Linked DNA regions of Zea mays: region 1 is linked to region 2. The links are chromatin contacts, called in public Hi-C maps. All regions are on one chromosome and are shown on one strand. The core of a region is the stretch at or near the end of the contact, and the rest is flanking DNA. Distances in the headings are between cores, read along the strand shown.

Region 1 (3,443 bases), core at 709-3,208, 800 kb before region 2:
AATCAGATCAGGCCCATCATGCGCCTGCTGCCCCCCTCCTAGTCTTCCCCACCCCACCCGTCCACGGTCCACTCACCAGACACAAGCAACGCCTCCTTCATTTCCTAAGCTAGATCAAGCCAGCGCGAAACGTTACCAGCAATGCAAATGTTCCAACGACCATAGTACGGTTACCATACAAGTTCATGAAATGGCCGGTCAGGCACATGGATCAGTGTGCGTCCGCCGCATTTGCTAACTGTGTGACTACTCTATATATGAGCAGCCAGGTAAGCGTCTGATCAGGAAACTGCACCAGAGAATGGCCAGTGAAATCAGTTCAAATTCTATATAGTAAACACACGCTTTTACTTCCAATTCTAGAGAAGAGAAATTCAAATTCAGGTCGGCATTTCCTTGAGAGAATCAGTTCACCATTCTCAAGAACCTGTTGAGATAACTTTGAAATGAACTATATATGCTAACTGCCCTGAATTTGTTGTGTACTGTATTTTCTTTTGGAAGCTGTAGATAGGTCAAGGTTTCCTCACACTTTGTGTAGTTATTAAGAAATGGCCCACTTGTTCAAAATTGCAGTATAAATCATTTCATTGGTTTCTAACAAAAAAAAGGTATCTGTATCTACAAAATTATATATTCCCTGATAATCAGGCACTATATACTACATAGAAATTTTACCTAGTTATTACCGGACCAATACTGACCCTCTTTATATATACTGACCCTCTTTACAAAATTATTCCCTGTTCGGCAGTCTGTGAAGCTAGCAGTAGCAGCTGTTTTTCTATGGTAGTTTTGTGAGAGGTATCCCACCATAGCTGCAGCAACAGCGTTCAAAACCTAAACCCAATTGGGCCTAGAAGAATAGTGTATAATCATCTCAATAACATTCGAATAGTTGTGTTCCCTCCGAGAGCCTCCAAGGCTCAAATAATGCTAGGACAGCATCTCATCCGTTCGTCGCCGTAGAGTTAACACGCTTAACAATGCGTGCAGTCAAACAGTAGAAGGCCCTTTTCAATTTGGCGACTGAAAAAAAAGTCTGTATGGTTGGTTGATCTGAAGTTTTGAACAATGTTCAGATGGCTCATGCTGTTTATTCAACCGCCGTCCGAGGACTGTTCGCTCCCGTAGTCGATGCTGTTGTCTAATTGTCTTATTGCGTTACAAAGATTTAATCATACGGTATTGATTCTGAATAGTTTGTTTGACTTTTTGTGCACTCAAGTGTTGATTTTGGTATTATTTTTTAATACTATTAGCCTTAAATAATGGTATTTTGCCACAACTGAATTGTGTAGAAAGACACTTATATCAATTATTGTATATTGTAATATCGAGATGCTATAGACTTTTATATCGAGTTGTATGGATCTGATGCTTCTAGAGCAGGAACTGATGTGTAGCATCTTGGCCTAATTCTTTTCTACCCTTGAAAGCATGTCCTGCTACGCAAGAGAGACAGAGAGTTGATGCGTGTAAAGAGAAAGTCCTAACTCAAAAAAAAAACGCTATTGGCAAGACTGTCAGCATGTTGATTCGTATGTCTTCTTTACGATGCTACGATACATACGGACGTACCTTTTGCTGACTGTAATCTTCCCTGCAACGGAGCTGTTTCGCGTTCTGTCAGAGTCAGACAGACGCGTCGATCTGATTTTCTGCTCGGTCCGTTTTCGTATCCCATCACTGACGGCAAGGAGCAGGCCCATTCGATATCTCCTTGCTGATGGGCTCCACAAGGCAGCGGAGAGGCCGTATCGGCCCAATCAATCCACTGGGCCTTTCAGGGCGAAGCGGTTATCCCCAAGCGATTCGCGAATTGTCGGCCTGCCGTTGGTGGACTGCTGGACGCGGACGCGACGGCGAGGTGACCCGATGACGTGCGCAGCGTAGCAGCAGCCAACAGTGGACTCCCCGACGCCCTGCCCGGCTGTCCCGTCTCGACCACCAGCACCAGTTCAGCCCATCCACCGCCACCACCTCAGACGCTCCTAGTCACCACTCGCTGTCCTCGGCTTCTCCTAAAAGCTCGACGCGATGGCGACGCTGGTGCGGCCGCCCGCGCTGCACGTCCGCGCCGTGAGCGGCGGCGGGAACAAGGACAGGGTGGCGCCGCAGCGGCCTTGGTGGGGCGGGAACAAGCCCATCTCACCGCGCCAGTCGGGCGGGAGCGGGGCGCGAGGAGGCGCGGGCGGCGGCGGCGTCGCGCTGGACCAGGTGCTAGGTGTGCTCCGCCGCGACGGCGAATTCGTCCAGGCCGCCGTCGGCGCCCCGCTCCGCGACGTCTTCTGGCTCCGCTTCCTTGAGAAGAAGCAGCGGAAGCAGCAGCAGCCGAGACCTAAGCACAAGCCTTTCCGGCAGCAGCAGGAAGAGGAGGAGGTGGTAGTGGTGGACGAGTCGCCCCCGGCCTTCCCGCCCCCCTCGTACCCGTCAGGTTCCTCACCTGCTACGACAGCGCATCTCAATTCGACCCCATTGCGCGCGCATCCTCTTGCTGATGGCCACATTTATCCGGGTTTTGGTAGGGTTGTCGTGCGTGGAGCTAATGGCGGCCGACTTCCAGGCCCTCAAGGTGTACGCCGGTAGCGCGCGGCACTCTCTCGCGCGCCGATTCCTCGGTAGCAATAGCAAGGGAAAGTCTGAACAGCAACCTAAACCCAAACCCCAGGAGCAGCAGAAAGAGCAGCAACATATACTTCAGGCCCCAGCCTTCCCTCCGCCCTCCTACCCACCAGGTTTGTAGCTAGCACGATGCAGCACGAGCTCTAGATTTGGAATAAATTAATCTACGTCAGTCACATTATTGGTAATGTTATCTTGTTATGGTAGGATTATCCTGTATGGAGTTGATGATGGCTGACCTTGAAGCCCTGAAACTGTACATCAACTACTATTCGGCCATCCTGACTACGCCGCTCCCCCAGCATTATGATCCTGACCTCCTTGCCCAGTACTTCGCCTCACGTCCGCATATCCTTGCCTCTCGCGTCATTCAGGTTAACTATGAGCTCTTCCTTTGCTTTTAGTACTAACCTACACTCTCTTCCAGCTATTCTATCTAATTGGTCCATTTGCTGTCAACCTTTGCTCTGCAGATACTCTTCACATTTCTCTCAGCTGTGGTGAAGATGCGGATTTCAAAAAGAGCTCAGTTAACCACAGATGCTACCTATAGTAGTGGTAACAGCGGCAACGGGTTTGATGATACTCAATATATGGTCGGCCAACTTCTCAAGGAGACATTTCTTAACCTTGGGCCTACTTTTATTAAAGGTTGGGTAGTCATGCTTGGCAAGACAGCATCAAGGCAAGGTGGCGGATTGCCTCATGACATCTGTGTTTTCTATGTATGCAGTTGGACAATCACTTTCTACAAGACCTGATATCATAGGTTCAGAGATTTGTGAGGTTAGGTAAATTTCTCCATGTTCTGCATCTCC
Region 2 (3,722 bases), core at 309-2,808:
ATTCTTAAATATTCTAGTGTAAAATTTAGAGTCTATTACCATCCCTAAGTACAATATATTTTCCTAGCATATCTATTTAGCGGGTGTTTGGTTTTCCTTACTAAAGTTATGTCATGTTAGTTAAATGTTTGGATACCAATCATAAGTAATAAATATAAGCTTAATTATATTTAATAAATTTGTCTCGTATTCTAATTTTAGTTTTTACTGTGTAATTAATTTTATAATAGAATTATATTTAATGTTCGTAATTATCGCTCAAACATTCGATATGACAAGTACTAAACTTTAATTGTGTGATCCAAACACCCGTATTTATTGACACTTTTTAATAAAATTTGTTCAAAGTTTAGTTAGTTTGACAAGATTAGAATCGGAATCATATCGTATTCTGTTCTGGACGGGCGTAGTATTAAGAGATTCAGATAAAACAAAAAGAATACACCGCGGAGTAGCAGTACAAATTTACGGAGAGATAGAGAGAGGGCTTTGACAGTTTCACAGGAGGTAGCAGTGGTCTCGAATGGCTTGGTTGCATTGCACGGCGGAGAGGATCACGCACGCTGTAGTTACCAGTGGTTGCTTGGACATGGGCGGGGTCCACTCGCTTTTCCCGCCGCCGCCACCACCGCCATTTTGACCCACGTATATCTACCATCCATGGCTGCCAGCCATGGGAGGATGCTCGCCACCGCACCGCCCGTGCCACAGGAACCAAAAGCTACAGACCTCTCGTCAATCCATGCTGAGCAGCAGTGGCGCTGTGGAAGAGGCGGAGCGGAGGGGAGGGGAGGGGAGCCGAGCTTGGCGTGGACTGTAGTGACTGCTGAGCTTGCTTGTGTAGAAGAGGTGGGAAAGAGGGAAGAGTCAGAGAGGGAGACAGAGGTGGCTTGGTTCATCTGTAACAGTCGCCATCTCTGCCTGCTTTCCAGCTCCTTTGCTTGCTTTCCCTGCCCATCTCTTTTGTTCTGGCCTGCCCTCTCCATCCCGTCCAACTCCCTATCCTTCCTCCTTTTGCTTTCCCACATCTTTGCTCCAATAATGATGGCGTGGTGGTGGGTTTGGTCGTGAACCTGCCGCTGTGGCTGTGCTGCATCCCCCACCCTCGCCGCTCCCTCGTCCAAATCCACCAGCCGTTCGCTTTCCTCTCCTCTCCTCTCCATCATCCCGGCCGGCTCGCCAGTCGCCACCCTCCCTTTCCTCTTTTCAGCTACAGTTGAGCTTGGGCAGTAGTAGGTTGGTTCTGCTTCCCTTCCCCTCCCCCGATCCCTTTTCCTTGCTGGGGATCGGGAGGCCTTCAGGCTTCAACCCATCTTCCTCCCTGTCCACATCTCGCTCCTTGTTTGGGGTAGTGCCGGCTGGTGGTGCCGCTACTGCTAGCCGGGAACCCAATTTCTTGATAGGACTGGACGACTGGTGCGTGCCAACCACGAGTTTTTCCTGTTCGCTTTGCTTTCTCGGCTCAGCTACTGCTGCTCTGCTAGGAACACCAACAGTAGTGTGTTCTTGCGCCGGCTTTTCTTGCCGTGTTTCGGGTCGATATTATTGGGAGGGTGGGTCTCCCGTCCCGTTTCGATGAGGCCGGAGGAGAGAGATGCTGCCGTGGGGAGAGTCAGGGACCAGTTCCCCGTCGGCATGAGGGTCCTCGCCGTGGACGACGACCCCGTGTGCCTCAAGGTGCTTGAGAACCTCCTGCGCCGCTGCCAGTATCATGGTAAGGATTTCTGCGCCACAGGGCTATCATTTTTATTTCTGCGGCCTGGAGACTGCTAGTATATATATTTCTAGTTCAGCGCTGCGTTGTTAGATTTCTCTTTTCCTGGATTTTGCCAAATTATCTGCTTCCAGAGTAGACGCTAAAAAATAAAGATGCTGTTGTGCAATTGCGTAACACTAGTTGTTACAGTTATATATTACATATGTACTTATCATGTATAGATTCTTCCCGCAGCTACAGATTTGTTTACATCGAATGATCAAAATAGTTAAGCACTGAATTGGTAACCTCACTACACTTTTTATATTATGTATGCTGCATTTTTTTGGGTGGGTGTACTACAATTTGGGTACTTTCACATGCAGTATGTACAAGATGCTTGTTCTGGCTTTTGCTATAGCTACTCACCTGTAAGACTTTTCATATTTGCAGTGACAACGACGAATCAGGCTGTTGTCGCCTTGAGTATGCTGAGGCAAAACAGGGACCTGTTTGATCTTGTTATTAGTGATGTTCACATGCCAGACATGGATGGCTTTAAGCTTCTAGAGCTTGTGGGGCTTGAAATGGACCTCCCTGTCATTAGTAAGTCAAAATTGCTATATCTTACTGGTGGCCGACTCTCACTGTTGTTGATAGTAGTATGCAGCTTTTATTTAATGATATTCTTATACCATCTTCAAAGTAACCATGGCATACAGCAAATCTTAAGCCTGTATTTGAGGAAGGCAAAACTTAGAATGCTAACATGTCATTATACATGCAGTGTTATCGGTGAATGGAGAGACAAAAACTGTAATGAAGGGGATAACTCATGGTGCCTGTGACTATCTCTTAAAACCGGTTCGGCTGGAAGAGCTTAGGAATATCTGGCAGCATGTTGTTAGGAGGAAATTCAGTAACTGTGATCGTGCTAACAATGATGGCTATGAGGAGTGCAATAGGCCATCAAATGCAGATTTTGATCTTGCTCACAGCCAAATTACAGCTGGGCCACCTGACCAAAGTGGGAGGCCCAGCAAAAAGAGGAAGGAATATCATAGTGAAGAGGAAGATGAAGGAGAAGAGAGTAATGGCCAAGATAACGATGATCCTTCAGCTCCAAAGAAACCAAGGGTTGTTTGGTCAGTTGAACTGCACCGAAAATTTGTTGCTGCTGTCAATCAGCTAGGAATTGACAGTGAGTCCCACTGCCACCTGCTGTTTTTTTTTCAGCTTTGCTGCTGTTAAGTTATTTGCCACGGTTCATTCACAACCTAATCTTTTCTGTTGACGCAGAAGCCGTGCCAAAAAGGATACTTGAGCTCATGAATGTTGAGAGACTCACCAGGGAAAATGTTGCAAGTCACCTGCAGGCAAGGCATCTATGGACTTAACCCCACTTTGTTCTGTTTAGCCGCCTCACCACCCTCATTAAGCAAGACATATCTGTTTTAGGAATACTATACAGTGGGAGTGCATGACAAGTGCATATATTTATTAAAATTCTTTGGTTGTTGCTGACCAGTCTTATAAATGTGGAAGAAAGGACACATAGACTGTTCCATAGCTGTATTTTCAGTTTATCGTGTAACATTTGGTTTAGACTTAATATTGCATACATTGTGAAGCTGAAAAGGACTCAGCAAGCATATCCCTGCAAAATTGCTCCTCTTGTTACTGTACATATCCAATGCCAAAATAAACTAAATTGTAGCTGACCATATATATATGCATCTAAACTGTTTGCTTTGTGTGCCATGCAGAAGTATAGACTCTACCTTAAACGGCTAAGTGCTGTGGCATCACAACAGGCTAGCATTGTTGCTGCTTTGGGAGGCAACGACCCCTTTATGCGGATGAGTGCATTTGAAGGACTCCATGGTTATCAATCTTTTGTCTCTTCAGCAGCTCTGCCATCTTTCAGTCCACAGGGACTGTTAAATAGAAATAATCCAGCATCATTTGCGATTCAAGGGGTGTCTGCTTCCAGGCCAATTCAGATTGCAACCGGCAATACCACAAT

The links. Hi-C and Micro-C count contacts between places; a contact is called where the count stands out from the background.
Region 1: a Hi-C map of ear shows a contact between it and region 2, with 2.2 times the contacts expected there. The contact joins the promoter of LOC100502250 here to the promoter of LOC103627858 in region 2. A contact is called at or near these places in 2 of 25 Hi-C or Micro-C datasets (ear and tassel).

The regions. Positions count from the first base shown.
Region 1 is chr5:222,921,415-222,924,857 of Zm-B73-REFERENCE-NAM-5.0, reverse strand. LOC100502250 reads left to right here and starts at 1,958. Exons shown (of 17, transcript NM_001363238.1): 1 at 1,958-2,437; 2 at 2,529-2,738; 3 at 2,833-2,999; 4 at 3,099-3,276; 5 at 3,359-3,411. The coding sequence starts at 2,041.
Region 2 is chr5:222,121,624-222,125,345 of Zm-B73-REFERENCE-NAM-5.0, reverse strand. LOC103627858 reads right to left here and starts at 1,558. Exons shown (of 2, transcript XM_008648170.4): 1 at 574-1,558. The coding sequence starts at 1,166. It overlaps LOC100274010, which reads left to right and starts at 1,012. Exons shown (of 6, transcript NM_001148395.2): 1 at 1,012-1,714; 2 at 2,150-2,302; 3 at 2,484-2,897; 4 at 2,996-3,072; 5 at 3,463-3,722. The coding sequence starts at 1,576.